Linked DNA regions of Macaca mulatta: region 1 is linked to region 2. A link is a contact called in public Hi-C data. All regions are on one chromosome and are shown on one strand. Each heading gives the region's core, a stretch centred on a gene start, on an enhancer-like site or on the middle of the called end of the contact. The rest is flanking DNA. Distances are from core to core; before and after follow the strand shown.

What was found. A called contact is a pair of places that touch in the nucleus more often than the background predicts.
Region 1: a Hi-C map of cortical neurons shows a contact between it and region 2, with 3 times the contacts expected there. The contact joins the promoter of BUB3 here to the promoter of IKZF5 in region 2. A contact is called at or near these places in 2 of 14 Hi-C or Micro-C datasets (CD4 T cells and cortical neurons).

What each region holds. Positions count from the first base shown.
Region 1 is chr9:135,203,390-135,206,510 of T2T-MMU8v2.0, reverse strand. It overlaps BUB3 (BUB3 mitotic checkpoint protein), which reads right to left and starts at 1,303. Exons shown (of 8, transcript NM_001266253.1): 1 at 1,182-1,303; 2 at 559-753; 3 at 1-6. The coding sequence starts at 753.
Region 2 is chr9:135,064,057-135,067,213 of T2T-MMU8v2.0, reverse strand. IKZF5 (IKAROS family zinc finger 5) reads left to right here and starts at 1,477. Exons shown (of 5, transcript NM_001261672.1): 1 at 1,477-1,485; 2 at 3,001-3,151. It overlaps ACADSB (acyl-CoA dehydrogenase short/branched chain), which reads right to left and starts at 1,249. Exons shown (of 11, transcript NM_001261772.1): 1 at 1,108-1,249. The coding sequence starts at 1,149.

The DNA of each region.
Region 1 (3,121 bases), core at 54-2,553, 140 kb before region 2:
TGGATCCTATAAAACAGTTTTGAACCATTTAAAAACTAGAACTTTTGAAAGGGTTTCAACGTTCTTATTTCTACAAGCAAGTGTTCAGTTTATGCTGAGGATATGCACTGGGCTCAACTATTCATGGCAAACAAACCAAAAAACAGCACAAAAAAGCAAGTGGTCACTAAACTCCTGTGTCAGGAAATTAAAGGAGGGCTGCTTTATTCTAGCCAACACGCTAGCTGAGGGTAAACATACATTTCCCCTAAACGGTTTCGTTCAGTACGGCAGCCAAAACAGTATTGTTGCAAATATAATGATCATTTATGTTCAGAAAGTTTACAGAGTTACTCCACAAGCCTTTAATGGAAAGGGGAAACGGAGTTTCCAATGTCTGCATATCCCCAAACCTAAAACGGTACCGGTTGAAGGCAGGTGCTCCTGAAAAGCTAAAGAACTAACTGTCTAAACAACCCCACCGACAGACGCCTCTACCCAGCCCTGGAAAAGAAACGCTCCTAACGTGGAGAATCGTAACACAGGAAGAGGGCCGGAGCGGGGCGGGAGGGCACCTACGTAGAAGGCGCAGTCCAGGACAGCGCCGGTGTGCTGGTACTTGAGCCGCATGGAGTTGGCCGGCACATCGTAGAGGCGCACGGACGTGTCCCAGGAGGAGACAAGCAGGAACTGGGAGGTGTTGGGGCTGAACTTCACCGAAGAGATGCCATCCTCGGGTGGCTGGTTTAGCTTGAACTCGTTAGAACCGGTCATCTGCAGAACAGGGGCCCAGTCAGAGTCCCCAAGGGTCCCGCGGGCTGGGGCTGCGCACGGATAGCCTGGCGGTGGGGAACCCCAGAGGGAGGGGCCGAGACGACGACCGCGAGGAGTCTCTGCGCCTGCGCCGAGCACTAGCCCGCCAAGGTCGGAACTCGTCCCCTCATCCGGCCCTCGCCGCGCCCAAACCGGCCCGGCAGGCACCGCAGTCCCCCTAAACCCAGCCCGGCCTGCAGCGATGCCCGGACCCGAGACCGTTCCCTTTCCCTTCTCCCGGGTCCCGTCGGCCCGGACACTCCTAAAAATATAAGGGAAAACAATAGAAATGAAACGGGATCCCCTGCGAACGGAACGGCCCTGCCAGTTGCAGACCCGGGAAGTCCCTGGAGAGTCCGCTCCCGCACACGGTCGCCTCGCCTCCCTACCTTGGGCTCCCCTCAGAAACAACGTTTCCACTACTCGCCGCTCGCTACCACCGCCGCCGCCGCCTCCTTGCTTCCCTCAGAGCACTCGCAGGCTAGGCGAAGGAGGCGCAGAGGAAGCTCCAGCGTAGACCTGCCATTGGCTGATTTCAAACGCCAACGACTCAGTCTAGGCGGCCGATTGGTCCGCTCAGCTGCCCAGCATCGGTCAACCCAGTCATCCTGTTCCGGCTCAAAGGGAAACCGCTGCTTTTCCGATCACGTGGGCTCATTTTACCACTTCGCCGAGGCAACGGCGTTCGAGCTGGACGCGTGGAAACTACAACTCCCAAGGACCATCGCGCCAAGGCTCTGTTCACGCCCTCTCCTGCCCGCGTATGGCATTCTGGGAAATGTAGTTTTCGTGGGGGGGGGGCTGACGCTCTGCCCGCCCTCTGCATAGAAAGCGGGAAAGATCTTTACAGCTCTGTCTGTGGCGCCCTCCCCTTTAAGTTAGTCTCTGAAACACAAGAATCCCATTTTGGTCAATAATTCCATAGTGCTAAAGTTTTCTCCCTATCCCTGGATGTGCACACGCCTGTGAAGCTAACGAAAAGTTGATGTAGAGAAGAAAATATTTGCTCTACTCAATTAACTGCATTATTTTGCCTTGATTTTTTTTTCTCATTTCTTTGGAGTTTCCACCTATAAACCAGCGTCTCTCATTTCCCATTGTCTCAAGTTCTACTGAAGAAACCCGTTCATATTTATATTATGCTTTATCTCTCCACCCCATCTTTCCACAAACATTTATTGAGCCTCCGCTGGTGCCAGGCCTGGTGAGAGGCTCTGGAAAGATGCATGTAAACAGACCAGCCTTTGCCCTGGAGGAACCCCCCTTCAGAAGGGTGAACAGCCTGGGAGACGGTACTCTGCAATGTGTTAAAGCTCCCACAGCTTCTTTTAGAGCTGCTTATTGAAGGATCCTAAAACAACAGCTACAAGCCTATCCCCTTCCACTCTGTCCTGCCACTCCCCAAAGTTGCAGGCTCAGTGTGCTCCATTTACTGTTTTCTAGAATCCTCTAGAAATGAGAATCAAGAAGGTTGCTTGAGTAATGAGAAATTATTTTATCTCCATGAAAGAAAAGCAGTACTTAATCAGTAGAATGAAGTGACTGAGTGATTCTTGAATGTCAAAGGTTCACTGAAAAATTTCGATTTAATCGATGCTTTAACTGCTTTTTCACTGCCTTTTGTAAAAGAAAAATATATATTGTTTTATTTGATTTTGTACGAAGTGAGAGAAAATTGTTGGGGTTAAAGTGATTAACTTTTAAGGGACATAAATGAGAAAGTGTTGATGATCTTTATGCATTCACACACCCTGAACTGGATGCACATCTTTGTATGATTCCTGACACAATAAACACGCAACAGCAACCTTTCTGCCTACTGCATTGATGATATTACTGCTGAAAGACTCTTGCCCTCCTTCCTTGCCAGTCTGGTACTTGGTTCTCTATCTCTTCTCTTTCCACAAGTTAATGGCTGAATTCAAAATTTTAAAATGCAGTTCCTTACTTCCATTCTAACTTTAGCTAAATAATTTTACCTCCTGACTTATCTGGTTCCTTCTCCCAGTTGTTTATTTAATTATATTATTGTTCCAAGATTCTGAGCATGAATTACCCACTAATAAAATCTAAGTGTATTTCATTATCCAGTGTGTGTATGATTCAGGTCCCTCTGGGCATGCAGTTGCAGCCCAGCTCGATTTGAGTTTTAAGAAACGTCAATCTTTTAAATCCAGTTTAGAAGCTGAAAGGAGGCTGATTATTTTGCTGATTATTCAAATGAATTGATAGTCTTGAGACAGGAAATCTGGCAACAATGGAGTCCTGAACAACATTTAAATCCAAATGCAAAGTGTGTGTGTGTGTGTGTGTGTGTGTAAAACTTAGT
Region 2 (3,157 bases), core at 228-2,727:
AAATTTTGGCTCTAAAACAAAGTCAAATGGTAAAACCAAGGAAATTTTCTTTGCTAAGTTATTAACCAACAATTATAAACAGTATTAAACAATAATCACTTACTATTTTTTTATTGTATTTCAGGCCTGTAAAACAAATAACATTAATTATCTCTAATGAGTAAAAAGGTAAGAGTTCTGCCTCTGGGCATAAGACTGGAGCAGCAGTTGGAAAGCCCAACTCATTAAAGCAAATGCAAAGGAAACACGAAAAGCACACGTAAGCAGTGGGAAAATTCCTAGTGAAGTGTACTGACAAACACAAGTGTATCCAAATGTGTATGTTCTGGAAAGCATGCTATATAATAGGTCCAAGGGGTGAAGAGCATAGGATGTTTAACACAGGGGCTGTTAAAGAACCAACAGTTTGTGTAGGTGCAGAGATCAGAATTAAGCACAAAAGGCTGGTTTCAGCTTAAGTTCATGGAAGAGGGACCGGCACAGGCTCCCCTGGGCCGCGGTGAGTCTATCCACGGAAGAAACCCAGGCTCCAGACATAAGATAAGGGGCAGAGGGAACTCTATCCCTGGCCGGGAAGCCCGAACAACTCCGAAGTCCCTTACTACCTTTGAGCGGGGCCGCGGAAGGAAGAACAGGGAGACACCCTGCTCAGAATGAGACTGGGCCTATATTTTAACAATCTTTTTTGGGGGGAGGGGGTGTGAAATGTAATCACTGGGGAAAAGGTGGGTTAGGGCATCAGGGAGGTAACACCTGTGCAAAATGTATCCAGAGATCCAGAGATCAAGACTCAGTTGCTCTCAGGACGCAACGGCCTGCAAAGGACATCTTGTTGACGCGACCCTCCGACTCCACTGAAGGCGCTTGCTCCGCCAAAGCAGCTTCTAGACAGCCCCGACCCCCTTGCCACTAGCTGCCGCCCCCAGAGGCCTGAAGGGGGTCGGGGTCGTGGGCTGCCCGCGGGTCAAGGGTCTGGGGAGATGGGCCCACGACGTGGAGAGGGGCTCAGGCTGGCGCCCCGAGGCCCGTTAGAAGGCTCTGCCAGCTGTCATGCCAGGGGCCAAGGTCGCCCTGGGCCCCCAGGACGCCAGCCTCGAACGCACTCACCAGCCTGCTGCCGCGCAGCAGCCGCACTGCCAGGCTTTCCATCGTCGCCGCAGGCCTCTCGGTTCAGCGCCTCTGGGTAACTAGTCAGCCTGTGGGAGCTACGCGAGCTAGGCCCCGCCCACTCAGTACCCGCCCCGCACACACCCCCCCTTAATCCCTGCCCACTGCTGCCTACGGAACCCCGAGAGAGACAAACAGGCCCCTCCTCGTTTTCGCCCTCCATCCTGTTCACGCGAGACTTGAGCAAGGCAGGGGGGCGGGAAGGGAGTCGGAGACACAACAAAGATGGCGGCGGCGACTGCGACGGTGACGAAGACGGCGGCGGCGGCGAAGGCGTTGAACAAGGCGGTGTGGTTTACTCGATGCAGTTGTCAGGAGGTAAGTAGCAGGCTGCCGGCTCGGACGGCGGCGACGCGGCGGGACAGGGCGGATAAGAAGGAGCGGCCGGAGGCGAGAGCTGGGTTCGCCGCGGGCCGGTTGATCCGGCGAGAGACTCAGTTCAGCGGAGGGTCGGGCGTGGTCGGTAGGCGGGCAGGTGATGGCCCGGGACCTCCTTAGCCGGAGTGCGGTGGACTGCGGCGCCTATGGCCACGAGAACCCTGAGGGAGCGGGGTCTCCTGCTGTCGGCGCCGTCGAGCAGGACGTCGGAGGCTCCGAGGTGGGGACTGCTGCTTGGCTCTGACAGGTGGTTCTGCGGGAGGCGTCCGGAGGTTTGCGTCTTCACGGGGTCCCAGGGGCGAAGGGAGTCAGGCGGGCGCGGGTCTCCTAGGTGTTTCGAATCCTGGCGAGGATGTCGCTCCGAATCCTGGTGAGGCTGCCGCCCCGACGCCGGTCCCAGGCTGCTCGTTGGGAGAAGGACGTTTAAAGCCTTCGTATTTTATCTAATGATCCTGCCCGGATCCGTCTCTACTGCATGGGCACCCTTATTTTAGGAACATGTGAGATTTGAGAAAGACATTGTAGCAAATAACTATTCGGGTTCATTCGGGGTTTAGATCTCTGGATAAACTGTGTGGAGTGCGAGTAGCCAAGCCTAGCATGCTCGATTACTGGATCTGAAGCTAAAAGAGTTCTAGCAAACACTAACCACGTGGCCTACTTCAAGTCCCCCTGATGTGCTCTTCAGAACCCGAAAGAGATGTGACAAGCGGGAGAAGAAATAAAGGCGTCTTAAATTATGTGATATGAGGAAATTCAGTTTTGAAAGAATAGAACTTATTTAAAACTACTTAAACGTCGGAACTAACAATTTCAAAAATTCAATTTAATTTTTATTTATGTCATGTTGTCACAACAGCTAGAGGTTATTATTATTGATGAGAGTTCGTTACAGTGAATTGAAATGTCTAGTGTTATTTTCCCCTAGCGGTCTAGGATGTTTCCCAGAAAACCGTAACTGTTTTGTGTTGTGATAGGATAAAAAGGATGGGATTCAGATATGCTCTTATCGGATGTGCATGTTTTTTTTGTTTTTTTTTAAAGCCCTTTCCCATTTCCCTACTTAGGACTAGTGCATTGTTTTTATGCAACTATAGCTGTTCAGCAGTCCTAGGCTTGACCGTTTTAGAAGTGTACTGTGACTAAATGAAGTTAATTTTAATTTCGTTAAACTGAAGTTTAACTTAAATTTAGACATTAAAAATCTTGCCAAAAACGAATCCACCAGTGAGAAAACGATAGTCACACCAGTTATTCTTTGGTGATCCTATGGAGTTTTTGCTGAAGTGAAGCTACTGCTTTGTTCTTTGATTATCTGTCAGTTCGTTTTCTTTTCAGCTAATGTAATGATAAGATTGGCATAAGTTATTAGCTCATTCAACCTGTAGATGCTAATTGCGTTCTTATCTTAAAGGTTTTGATTTATGGTGTGCTCTTTGTTTGTTTTTTATGCAGACCTCTGTATGGCTTTTCAATTTTAGTTGAAATTCTCTCTCCATGGCCTTTTGGAGTCGCTTGCTGTATCTCCAGAGTAAATTTCAATTACTCTACATTTCATCAATGTTGGAGTGGCAAGAAAAAGGAGGAACTGATTTGGGGTGAAAAGGTTAGA